2 separate regions of the Salmo salar genome follow, and region 1 is linked to region 2. Evidence: chromatin contacts called from public Hi-C data. All regions are on one chromosome and are shown on one strand. The core of a region is the stretch at or near the end of the contact, and the rest is flanking DNA. Distances in the headings are between cores, read along the strand shown. Region 1 has its middle 25 kb from the start of LOC106586137. Region 2 holds the start of gdf-8 (myostatin 1b).

The links. Hi-C and Micro-C count contacts between places; a contact is called where the count stands out from the background.
Region 1: a Hi-C map of muscle shows a contact between it and region 2, with 10 times the contacts expected there. The contact joins the enhancer-like site here to the promoter of gdf-8 in region 2. A contact is called at or near these places in 2 of 3 Hi-C or Micro-C datasets (gill and muscle).

What each region holds. Positions count from the first base shown.
Region 1 is chrssa25:10,377,574-10,383,354 of Ssal_v3.1, forward strand. It overlaps the pseudogene LOC106586073. Among protein-coding and RNA genes, the nearest start is that of LOC106586137, 25 kb to the right of the region's middle. Within about 2 kb of position 1,963, at least 1 of the 13 cell types and tissues checked has an H3K27ac peak or open chromatin away from gene starts, as enhancers often do. A contact at or near this core is called in muscle, where this site is marked.
Region 2 is chrssa25:10,307,631-10,313,157 of Ssal_v3.1, forward strand. It overlaps gdf-8 (myostatin 1b), which reads left to right and starts at 3,823. Exons shown (of 3, transcript NM_001123634.1): 1 at 3,823-4,312; 2 at 4,841-5,208. The coding sequence starts at 3,940. cssa25h2orf88 (chromosome ssa25 C2orf88 homolog) reads right to left here and starts at 2,338. Exons shown (of 2, transcript XM_045707703.1): 1 at 1,785-2,338; 2 at 1-442. The coding sequence starts at 244.

The DNA of each region.
Region 1 (5,781 bases), core at 713-3,212, 68 kb after region 2:
TGTTCATGTTGGCGGCATGCGATAGACAAGTGTTGGCGAAAAGAGAAACTGCTCTAAATTACTTAATTAGCAGATCTCTCACTGCATGACTTGGGCAAACAATTCTAAATTAACAAGCTTTGCAGTTGACGAGCATCAGGGTCATACAACTGGAGTTTTAAACTCTCTAATTACTGGCATTGAGACCTTGATAATAGCTGTGTACATTACATATACTTTGCCATTACAACATTAGTCAATTACTGTGATACAGTTGATCCTGCCTGCCTGGCCATGAATGAGCCCTATTATTCCATTCTGAGTCGTGTAGAGGCATCTGGGCCTCATTGGCAGCAGTGTTCACTGCCACAGGACCCTGCTCTGGTAACTAGAAAAGCAGCACAGAAAAACTGACCCAGGTCCACTGCCGATACTTTGATACATTTAAAGCTAAGTCTCTTAAACTCTCGATTTGTCCACTCAATCAAGGAGTGACCACGAGTATGGACTTTATTTCCCCCAATAATATTTTTTATATTGAAAATTTGTTAATCAAGTCTATCTTGCCTAAAGTGATGAAATACTTGAGAAAGATAATAGGCTCCAGAGATATAGGAAAATAATAAAACAAACCAAGTGAGAACTCTGAGGTTTGTTAAATCTGCAAGAAGATCTACCTAAATCTGCAAAACAGAGGTCCTAGGATTGACACAAAGTCCTAAGATTGATGCAAACCTTTCTCAGGTGACATGAGCAATAGGCCGGGGCTGTGTTCCCCAGTCTGTCTGCACACGTCTTCACGTGTCACACCCATGAGCCCGGAACTGGAACACATCTTGGCTTGGTGTCCTACCTGATGAGTGATCATCTTTTCCTGGCTAATGACTGATTATTCAAGCAGATCTCTCACCGCATAAATTAAGAGGGTGGGACATTCTAAGAATTGTTGAGAGAAAAGTACAATAAATTTGTACACAAAAACATTTCCTTATCCTGCAAATGATGTTCATGAGCCAGACCTATGGCTAATATTATATAACAGGCAAGAGAGGAACAAATTGCAAAGCAATCACTGTGGCTGGGCTATATATAGTGCTGTACCACAAAACAAAACACTATCCTCACACATGGAAGAAGTAGTTCCAGGGACACATAGTTTTGTTTTAGATTGGCACACTGATCATTTTAATGAGCAATACAAAACTTCTCATAACTTTTAAAACACATAGTAAATGGAAAGCCAGTTCATTGATGCAACACTGTTTGAGGTTTTGCGGGTACATGTGGTTTCCTCTCGTTCAGCTCATTATCTACTCATTAGGTCAGGTTATGAGAGCACCAATGGCACCTTTGCTCAAAAGGGCATGGTTGTAGGTTGTCACGTTGCCAAAATAAGTGTAACATTTTGTTCCACAAGGGGCATGGCTCCTACATCAACTTGCCAGAGTTGTGTGTGGAATCTTTGAACTGGATTCCGTGATCGCTAAGCTTCGGCCAGAGAAGGGGGAGGCAATAAGTGTTCTTTCATTGCTACAGGGAGTGGAGGACAAAGGCCAAAGGTCCTTGTCATAACTGGGCTCCAGAGTCCTGCTGCAAAATAACAACAAAGGAAACGGGGGAAAAGGGACTTGCGCTCCATATCTGTCAGGCCACATTAGCCGGGAGATGCACGGCAGGTAGCAGCCACACAACGCCTACCGTGACCAAGCAGAAACTTAACGCTCCACAGCCAACTCAATTACCAGCAGCAAAGCAAATCTCTCTCACACAGAAGGAGAAAAGGGCATGGACATAGCTGCCCAACAGCCAGCCAACATCACATACTGGCTTGATTTCAAGAGTTCTTGATGCAGCCATTTTACAAGCTTGCTGTCTAGTATTTCTCTTGGGTTTTTCACTTGCAGTCAGTCACACAGACAGTGGACCTGTTTGTCTTGCAGCTCAACCACCACCTTCCAGAGAAAGGTTCATGCAGACTGGAACACACCCAGGGTATGGGGAGAGGGTCTCTGGGACCCCTGGTGTTGGCCAAGACTGGAGGGCAGTGGGAGGACGAGTGGCTGGGTGCCAGTGCACCCGTGCTATGTCTCTCTATGACGCTGGGCCATCCACATGCACCACGGGCCACAAATTAGACACATGCTATCTTTAATGGTGACCAGTTTTGCATCACTCATTGTTCTCCTAATCCTGGTTAGGAGAAATTGCCAATCTCAGGGCACTTACTGTAAAGCAAAACAATGTGACATGTACTTTTGGGAGATATGGAAGTCTGAATTGAATCAGTAAATTAGTAATTGGTGTCATTGAGCACTGCAGGAAAGGACAGCACTGCAAGAGCAGCAATATTTAAGTCAAGCTAAGTGTGGACACCTCCAAGAACAGCTGCCATCAATGTAATTGTCTGCATCTGCATCATTTCCAATCGCCATAAAAAAATATGTCAATATATTTTTATATATTTTCCTTTATTATTTTACCTTAACCCTACTACCCCTCCCCTAACTGGAGTAAACTAATGGACATCTGCACCTAACCTTCTACTTCCAGCTTATACATACTACATACACTTTACAGATACAGTATATTTTACAATAGTTATCTTTTGTTTGTATTTAGTCTCATCCTTCAGCTACCCTCAACCTCTCCCATCTATCTCTGAAGACCATCCAGTTTTGATTTCTATTTGACACGTTTTTCAACTGTGCTGTTTCACAAAAATTCTGAACCTTTCTATTCTCATAGTTTATTTTTAAATCACCCAGCAGTGCTACTTGCAGAGTTAGCTCCAGATAAGTGTTGCAATTCTTCAGCCATTCCTGAACCTGCGACCAAAAACAAGCTACATATGGACAGCATCAAAACAAATTATCTAATGTTTGTCTCTTCGCAGCAAAATAGGCAAAAAAAAAAAATAAATACAAATCTTTGTGTTTCACTTATTTAGCATTGTTACATGACATTTTTGCAGTATAAGAGTGTTGTTTTATCTCCGATGACTGGTTTGGATGGAGCAGGGCCATGACGGAGTGATGCTGGTGTTTGACTGACCTCTGGTTGTTCTTGTTGATGGTGGACTAAAAAGCAGGTGGGCCACAGCGTTGGCCCACAGCATAGCCATGAGAGCAATCCTGTGATCGGACACCTTGGCCTTCTGCCACACCACCACCTGCAACAACACGCAGCAGCTTATTTTCAGTCCACCTAAAAAAAGACCACCTGCCGGATCTCGCATTCAAAACAGCAGACCCTGATGACCAATCAAAGCCTCTTCTTCAGCACTTCCCTTACCTGTGTGGATCGCTCAGAGAGAGGTTCAACAATAGCCCTATTCGCATGGGACTTGAATTACTATAGAACGTAGGTTATGTAATTATTTCCCCCCAGTATGTCTGTTTTTCCCCAGAGGACGATTCGGACGGGATTAGTTTTACCAAACTGTCCCCTGTAATTCTTTTTCCCCCCCATTATGATGGAAGCCTGGAGGCTGTTCTAGGCCTGAGGATATTTCAACTTGTCTAAGGATAGCCTAATAATGGCTTTCAGTTGGAAGAATGTCAAAATGATATCAATAAGAACCATGAACTAACTGCATGCAGACATTTAATTAACTGGCAATTTTGGCAATTTATCAATTCATTGGCACAATATCATCCGCTTAATCTTTAAAAAGAGTAAAAAGCTGACGAGACAAAAACAGAACATTAATCTATAGGGTACGTGCATAGCATTATATTTTAAGCATCCATTTGTTCCCATGTTCTAACCCAAACTGCAAGCAGCACCTGCTAAACACAGTAATACCCCCTAAGTATTATCAGAGGACCTTGGAGTCTGCATGCCAAAAAAACAGTAGGTTATTCTGGCTGGAATGATCACTCTCCCGTCATGTGAAAATGATTGACATGGCATATTCGCACAGATGTGGTGTTTTGTGCTGTGCACATAATTACATTACCCGACCTCCCCCAGTAAAACTAATCCCGTCCGAATAGGGCTTATGTGTCTCATCTGTTCTAAAAAGGCCTAAACCAGACCAGAGGGGTTTGGGGATGACTAGAGAACAAGCTACTGTGCGCTGATGCCTATGTCACGTCACAAACTGTGAGAGCAGTTCGACTGAATAAACGGACAGCACTTCACACCATTCCCAAATCAGCATGTTGTCTGAACATATTATTCAACCCACTGGATCAATGTACACTACATAATGAAAGCAGATACACAGTGACCACAAGGTTACGCAATCTTCCTCATCTCTGTGCAACCTCCACCGAAGGCTTGGAATCCTCTACTTTTCCTTCATGTCCGATATATGTGAGAGAAAATTAGTCCGAGACTAAAAGAGAACATATTTTCACACCCATGGGTGGGCTTGTCGTTGACGTGTCCACCAGCGAGTATATCTCCTGGGTGTTGATTTCTGAAAGTATGCTGTCCGCAGCAGCACACGTCTCTGCTATGAAATATGCAATTTGGTGACTGTAAACGGATCACACCCGTAAACAGCACTTGGAGAAGCCATGAAACCCAACACAGGCCGAAGTGCAAAGTTCGGGATACAGATATGCCTCCCAAGTGCTGATGCCATGAAATGGGGGCACGCTCCTCCCTTGATGATGTCAGAGTGATTTCAATGAAAAGTATACAGTGGTGTTATACCTCTGACCCCTTCCCTTAATGTTTTATTCCAAGTGGCCACTGACTGAAACTGAATCTGGGGTTAAATCTGCAGCCCAGTGTTCTACAGCTTTCTCTGCCGGTCTTCCTTTCTTCCATAACTCAGCTCCAAAGGCATTCAGAGTTCACTAAATATGACTACGGGAGGGAGTGGGTTCAGGTCATGGGAAATTGCGCATCTTTTCACTGGCACCACAAAATAATCTCTGTAATCTGGACAGCGTGCCCGGCAAGAACTGAATGGATTCCTGCACAGCATAAACATGTCAAATTCCCACACAAATTTGGTATAATAATTGGTGTGCTATTAAATGAGAACCTGCGTAAAAAGAACTCGAATTTTCAAGATACTGCAGTGACAGCATAAGCAATGTGTTACTAGGTTTTTTTTTAACAATAATTCCTTATTTCTCTGCAATACTTTATTGTCTCCCATTTAACCTCCTGGAAAGTTGTGATAAACGGTGGAAAAACTCCATCTTTACATAGATGCCATATCTAATAAGACTTTACTTTGTCAAGCAGAAACTTAGGCTAAATCACACATTTTCCACAAAATCAATCTCATTCACAAAATAAACCCACCTGTGCTCAATATACGGACATTTTAGGTGAAAAGAAGATAAATGTCCATGAAATTTTGGAGGAAGGCTTTTTGACATAGATGTGATGTGTGTTGTGTTAAATACACTGGAACTACTCCAATGCAGGTAACTTTTGAAAGACATGGGCCATTGATGAAGCTCTAACTAATCGCTGAGAGCAGTGACAGTGTTTGAGAGAATGAAAGAGAAGTATGACTAAAGAAAAAAGGTTTGCTTCACGTTTAAACCCTATCAACGACAACACTAAAGTATCAAATCATTGATGGCATTAATGATGCTTAAGCAGTGATTAATGGAGTTGGTATGCGGGGATTGGGTTTCACCCATGGAAATGCAAACAGATGAGGACACCTTGTGGTAGGAAGTGTTATTGTGTGCAAAAAGATTAATAAACAGTGAGAAGAAGTTATACCTTACTGTGAGTGAGGGTGAGTCTCAGCTCTGGTTTTACAGTGGCATACGCTATGAGAAGGTCCTGCACTTTCTTCTGCTCCTCCTTGTACTTTTTCACATTGGC
Region 2 (5,527 bases), core at 2,573-5,072:
GGATGTCAATGTAGCGGCTGTCCACCTCCAACCACTGCTGCACGGCCCGGGCCACTATCTCCTCCGACAGCCGCTGGGCATACTCCAGCAGGATGGGGTCCACCCGGGCAGAGTCGACCGCGGACCCCGTCTCATAGTGGACCAGCAGTGTGTTCTCGCCCTGCCACTTCCCAGGATTGCCGTCCGCCTTCACCGAGTTGGCGTACTGGATCGGATCACTCTTCTTGGATTTGACGCATCCCATTATATAAATAATGGAGCATTGATCTCAGTGAGGAGGGGAGAGAGAAGGTGGTGAAGGAGGAATGTGTCGGAGGGGGGCTTGGCCCCTGGTTAAGAAGCGACGGCTAGGAAGCCGATTCTTGTCTGAACTGAGCTGCGCTGAAATAGTCCAGACAGTCAGCCATGCTCCTATGCTGCCCTACTTATATCTTCCCCTGTGCTGTAAGGAGAGAGAAGAGGGAAAGGATTTCAGTGATTTATTTTCCATCAGAATCTGCCTAAAATTACCAAATGGCAGAGGAAAGAATTGAGAGGCCTACTATTTAGACAGTGACTTAGCATCATTACCCCTATTACCACACAGCAGCAGTAGCTACAGGTAACTGCTAAAATAAAGGAAAACACTAACATGAAGCCACCACGAGTCAGAACAACTTTGATGCACCTTGGCTTACATCGATTTTATGCTCATCAAACCATTCAGTGATCACTTGTTCCCTGTGGATGGGGGCATTGTTATCCTATGGGGGCATAACCACAGTAGCCAAAATAATGGCCTGCCTAGAATTGGTATACTTGACCCTAAGCATTATGGGATGTGAATTTCTTAATTAACTCAGGAACCACACCTTTGTGGCAGCACTTGCTTTCAATGCACTTTGTATCCCTAATTTACTTAAGTGTTTCCATGGCAGTTACCTGTATCACCTAGCACACAAAGCCTAGACTAGGCAGTTGTAGTGACCTTTGGGGAAAAGGTGAGTCTATGACAGCTGCTATTTGGGCTTACAGTAGTTATTTTGAACATCACTTGTATGTATTACCCATGATCTTGTTGTTTGCATCCTCAAGTCTTTTCAGTCTTCATAAATAGACCACGTGACTCTAGGTTTAACGCACAAAACACTGATGTTATTTGCTGTAGTCTCCATCTGTCCTGGTGTGTTGCCTCAGTCCTTCCTGATCCAGACTCACAGCGGCGGGCGTGTGATTATTTATATTAGACAGAGCAGCACACTATTATATCATCCTGTTCATCTCTTACATAGGAGGAGCTTTTTACCGAAGCTGCAAAAATGATGCCATTGTAGCTTGTGCTTTTTGACAGAGGCTACTGCTTACCTAAATACAGTGCTGAGCCATAAAACGTCAACCAGATTTTTGTTACATGTACACATCATTTCACATTGTGGGAAAATAGGATATTGTCTGTTACATATATCTCAAGCACGTCACTCTAGCCCTGATATCATGGGAAGCGACCCTTGAAACCCTCTCCCCACCTTTAACTATAACCCACCTTTATTGAATTAATAAAGGCATATATGGAAGAATGTCACTATTCAAATGTGAACATAAAAGGTCCAGGAGAAATACTAGCCCGGGTGGAGGAAGGGCGAAATGGTTGTCAGCGTTGGAAATAGGCTTCTGAGAATTCCTACATGAGCGTATTTCTGTTCAATATACCATATGTTTAGAGGTAGCGTCTAGTCCATTTCATACACAGTTACCAGAAAAATAGGTACATATAATATTGCTGAAGCGTGGGATAGGGAGCCTACCTTCAAGAAGACTCTTGGAAAAGTAGGACCGGATGCGTTTCCCTCCATGAATATCAAATTCATCCAGTAGGAAAACACATCGTTTTCTCTTGAACGACACGTTTCAATAAAGAAGTGTCATACATCCACACGGTTTGTGAACCGAAATCACCAAACGTGCCGCCTCTCGGACTGTATCTACTCCGTCTCAAACCGCCGAATATGCGTCCAAGGCTTGAACGTGAAACTTGTCAAGGCAGCGAACACATTGGTCAGGTTTCTCTCTCAGCACGACATTTCCACGAAGTTACCAAACTGGGCATTCAATGTTCCACCATACCACATTGTGCAGTAATCCCACTAAATACAAACATCGATTTAATTAAACTCTTAAATCCTGGAATAGTCGGACATGGAGGACTATACCTTCTTCTTGCCATCATTCTGCTGGAGATTTTACATACATCATCGTTGAAAGTGTTGCCTGTTTGACTCAACGTTCTGAAGGCAGTTGTAGGACATATTTTCTTATATGTATTAAACAGCAGTTAGTAAAGTGCAGAACGGGTTGTGGAGATAAATTGTGCGCGTTCACACAGGCTACTGTTACTTGTAGAATATCACCCTCTTGTGGAGCATGGTGGCTCCATGCTTGACTCCTCAGTGACTATTGAAATGTTTATAGTAAGGAATATAGTCAGTTGTTTCTATAATGCTATCTATCTATAGATTATATTCCTGTCTCTTGCCTTTGATGGAAGTGTACCCACGTTTAGCTTCCTTGTATCAAACCTTTCTAAGGCTACCAATGCGTCTGCCGAGAGGTCTGGACCATTATGGCACGAGGTATATTAGCGAGCTTTCCCAATAGCCACTGCAGTCGCACTGTGTCAGATTTTCAGTTATGAGTTATCGGATATGTTCAAAACCAATTAGTGTCATTTAAAAAAAATATATATATGACGAATTCGTAAAACTGTAAAACTCGTTGGACGAGTGTGCGTAAAACGGTATAATGTACATTAGTTACATTCGTTTATGTTTTTGTAAATACAGTATGGTACATTTTCTTTCACATAAGGGTTCCAGTCTCAAATTCGATAACGATAATAGGCTATAATTAAACCATTCATTGACCTAACATAGTGCCATGACATTCATATTGCTGCGTAACATGTGCATAACGTGGGCGATTTGATTGACTCTTGTGAGCCATACACATATTCTAAATGTCGGTTGCATTGATCTAAATTTGAATCCATATGTTACTGTTTATTTGTGAAGGAAAGTAATATCTCATAACTTGTGCGTAATTTTGCAACTGTTGTTGATAAACCGCACGATGGCACTAAATGTCTGGACTAAAAAGCTTTCGTAAATAGTAAGCACAAACACACCTCAAGACAACAATATCCAGTAGCCTATAGTTTAATACAGTATCGTAGGCCTACAGAAGAACCCATTTCGCCATAAATGTTCAATGCAATAGTATCTATCCTATAGCCAATTGATAAAATAACTTAGCATTTGGAAACAAGTTTAGAAAGAAGTAGGTCTACTCCATGTAGCCTATATCAAGATAGGCTAAAGAGTGGTCCTTGTCATATTTGTAAATTAATATACCTTACATTTTCGAGAGAACCAGATTTAGAGAGTTAGGCAGACTGGTCATATAACTAACTGATCGTAATGAAGGGAAGTCATAACACCGATTAATTTTAACCCTGTCGCGTTGATGGGATGAGCGGAATAAACGCATTTCCTCAGTGGCGTTCCTATGGTGACAGGCTGCGGATTTAAGTTTATGCAATTAATCAATATAACCGCATCCGTAATTTTATTTGACCATTTGCAGAACAGTCTTGTCTTTGATTGATAGTGTAGTTGTCTCAAAACTATTCCGAACCTTGCCATACCTCTTTTAAGGTTTGACAGAAAAATACAGTTGATGTCTGTCCGTTAAACTCATTGTTGCCAGCCCAACCAATCATCGATTTTGACGACACAAAAGAGAGGCCAAAATTGCAGTATAAAAAGGGCTGACGAATTAAAGTATGCCACCTATCAGTGTAGAGCCTGATTTTAAACACAGGCAACTCTGTAGTCCGCCTTCACGCAAATACATATTCACTTTGGGATTTTTTTTTTTTAAATAGCAAACTCCGCACCTTAGATAATGCATGTGATGCAGGTTCTAATTTCTCTGAGTTTTATGGTTGCTTTCGGTTCAATGGGTCTTGGTGATCAAACGGCGCACCACCAATCCCCGGCCACGGATGACGGTGAGCAGTGCTCAACCTGCGAGGTCCGACAGCAGATCAAAAACATGAGATTACACGCCATCAAGTCACAAATTCTTAGCAAACTGCGACTCAAGCACGCGCCCAATATTAGCCGAGATGTTGTCAAGCAGCTCTTGCCTAAGGCACCACCTTTGCAGAAACTTCTTGACCAGTATGATGTACTTGGAGATGACAATAAGGATGGAGTTATGGAAGATGATGATGAACATGCCATCACAGAAACAATCATGACAATGGCCACTGAACGTAAGTTGTATATGCTATTATTCAATGCAACACTATATGTCTCAATTTAATAACTTTGAAAAGGCAACAGAGCTCAGCTGGGTTTTTTTTACGCATGGGGCACAGAGCGCACCTTCATGTCTGATCCCGTATTAGGCTACTTGCACCACTATGTTGGAAATAGGTTGACACTTCATAGGAATTATTAATGATTTGCTTATCTGTCATTTCATGTTGACTTGAAACAAATATATAACTTGACGTACGAGCCGAGTTCCATCTTACGAGGTGCTAGTGGCTCTGTTGTTGTGTGGCGGTTCTTAAAACTATATAGGCTGTGTCAATGTGTCATGACATTGTAACTTTAAATATATATTTTGAAAGTGGTTTTCCAAGGGGTTTCGGTAACGAAAACACAATTGTGAATTGTGTTACATACAACCGCAAAAAAAAAGCAGTCATTTAATTTAGTTTAGAAATGTAGTTTAATTGAGAAAATAGATAAGACATTTGCATATTATAATTCAAGTTCTAATTTCTCTCCTCCAGCCGAATCCATCGTCCAAATCGATGGGAAACCCAAGTGTTGCTTTTTCTCCTTCAGTTCGAAGATTCAGGCGAACCGCATACTTCGGGCACAGCTATGGGTGCACCTTCAGCCAGCTGACGAAGTCACCACCGTGTTGCTGCAAATCTCCCGCCTGATCCCTGTCACGGACGGGGGCAGGAACATACAGATCCGGTCTCTAAAGATCGACGTGAATGCAGGAGTCAGCTCTTGGCAGAGTATCGACGTGAAACAAGTGTTGTCGGTGTGGCTGCGGCAACCGGACACGAATTGGGGGATCGAGATTAATGCGTTGGACTCAAAGGGAAATGATCTGGCGGTTACCTCAACTGAAGCCGGAGAAGGACTGGTGAGTTTAGATTTATCTCCCATCGAAGCAATTTACAAATAGGTTTGTAGTTTATCCTCGTGGGATCTATGGGACGTAATCCATAACCAATTTATTAATGCATAATAATGCAATATCAACATTTAACACCCTTGGCAAGAGGGCAAATTCATGTTTGTGTCAAATTGTGTAACCAGACTAATTTAGAACCAGGGCTTCAAATACCAGTTGTTTATAGATACCTACTGATCAGAGGGGTTTTGGCACTCTGTGGATTTGCTCTCATGTGCTCATATTTTAAAATATCTTAGAAGCTTTAATATAAACACACATACCTAAT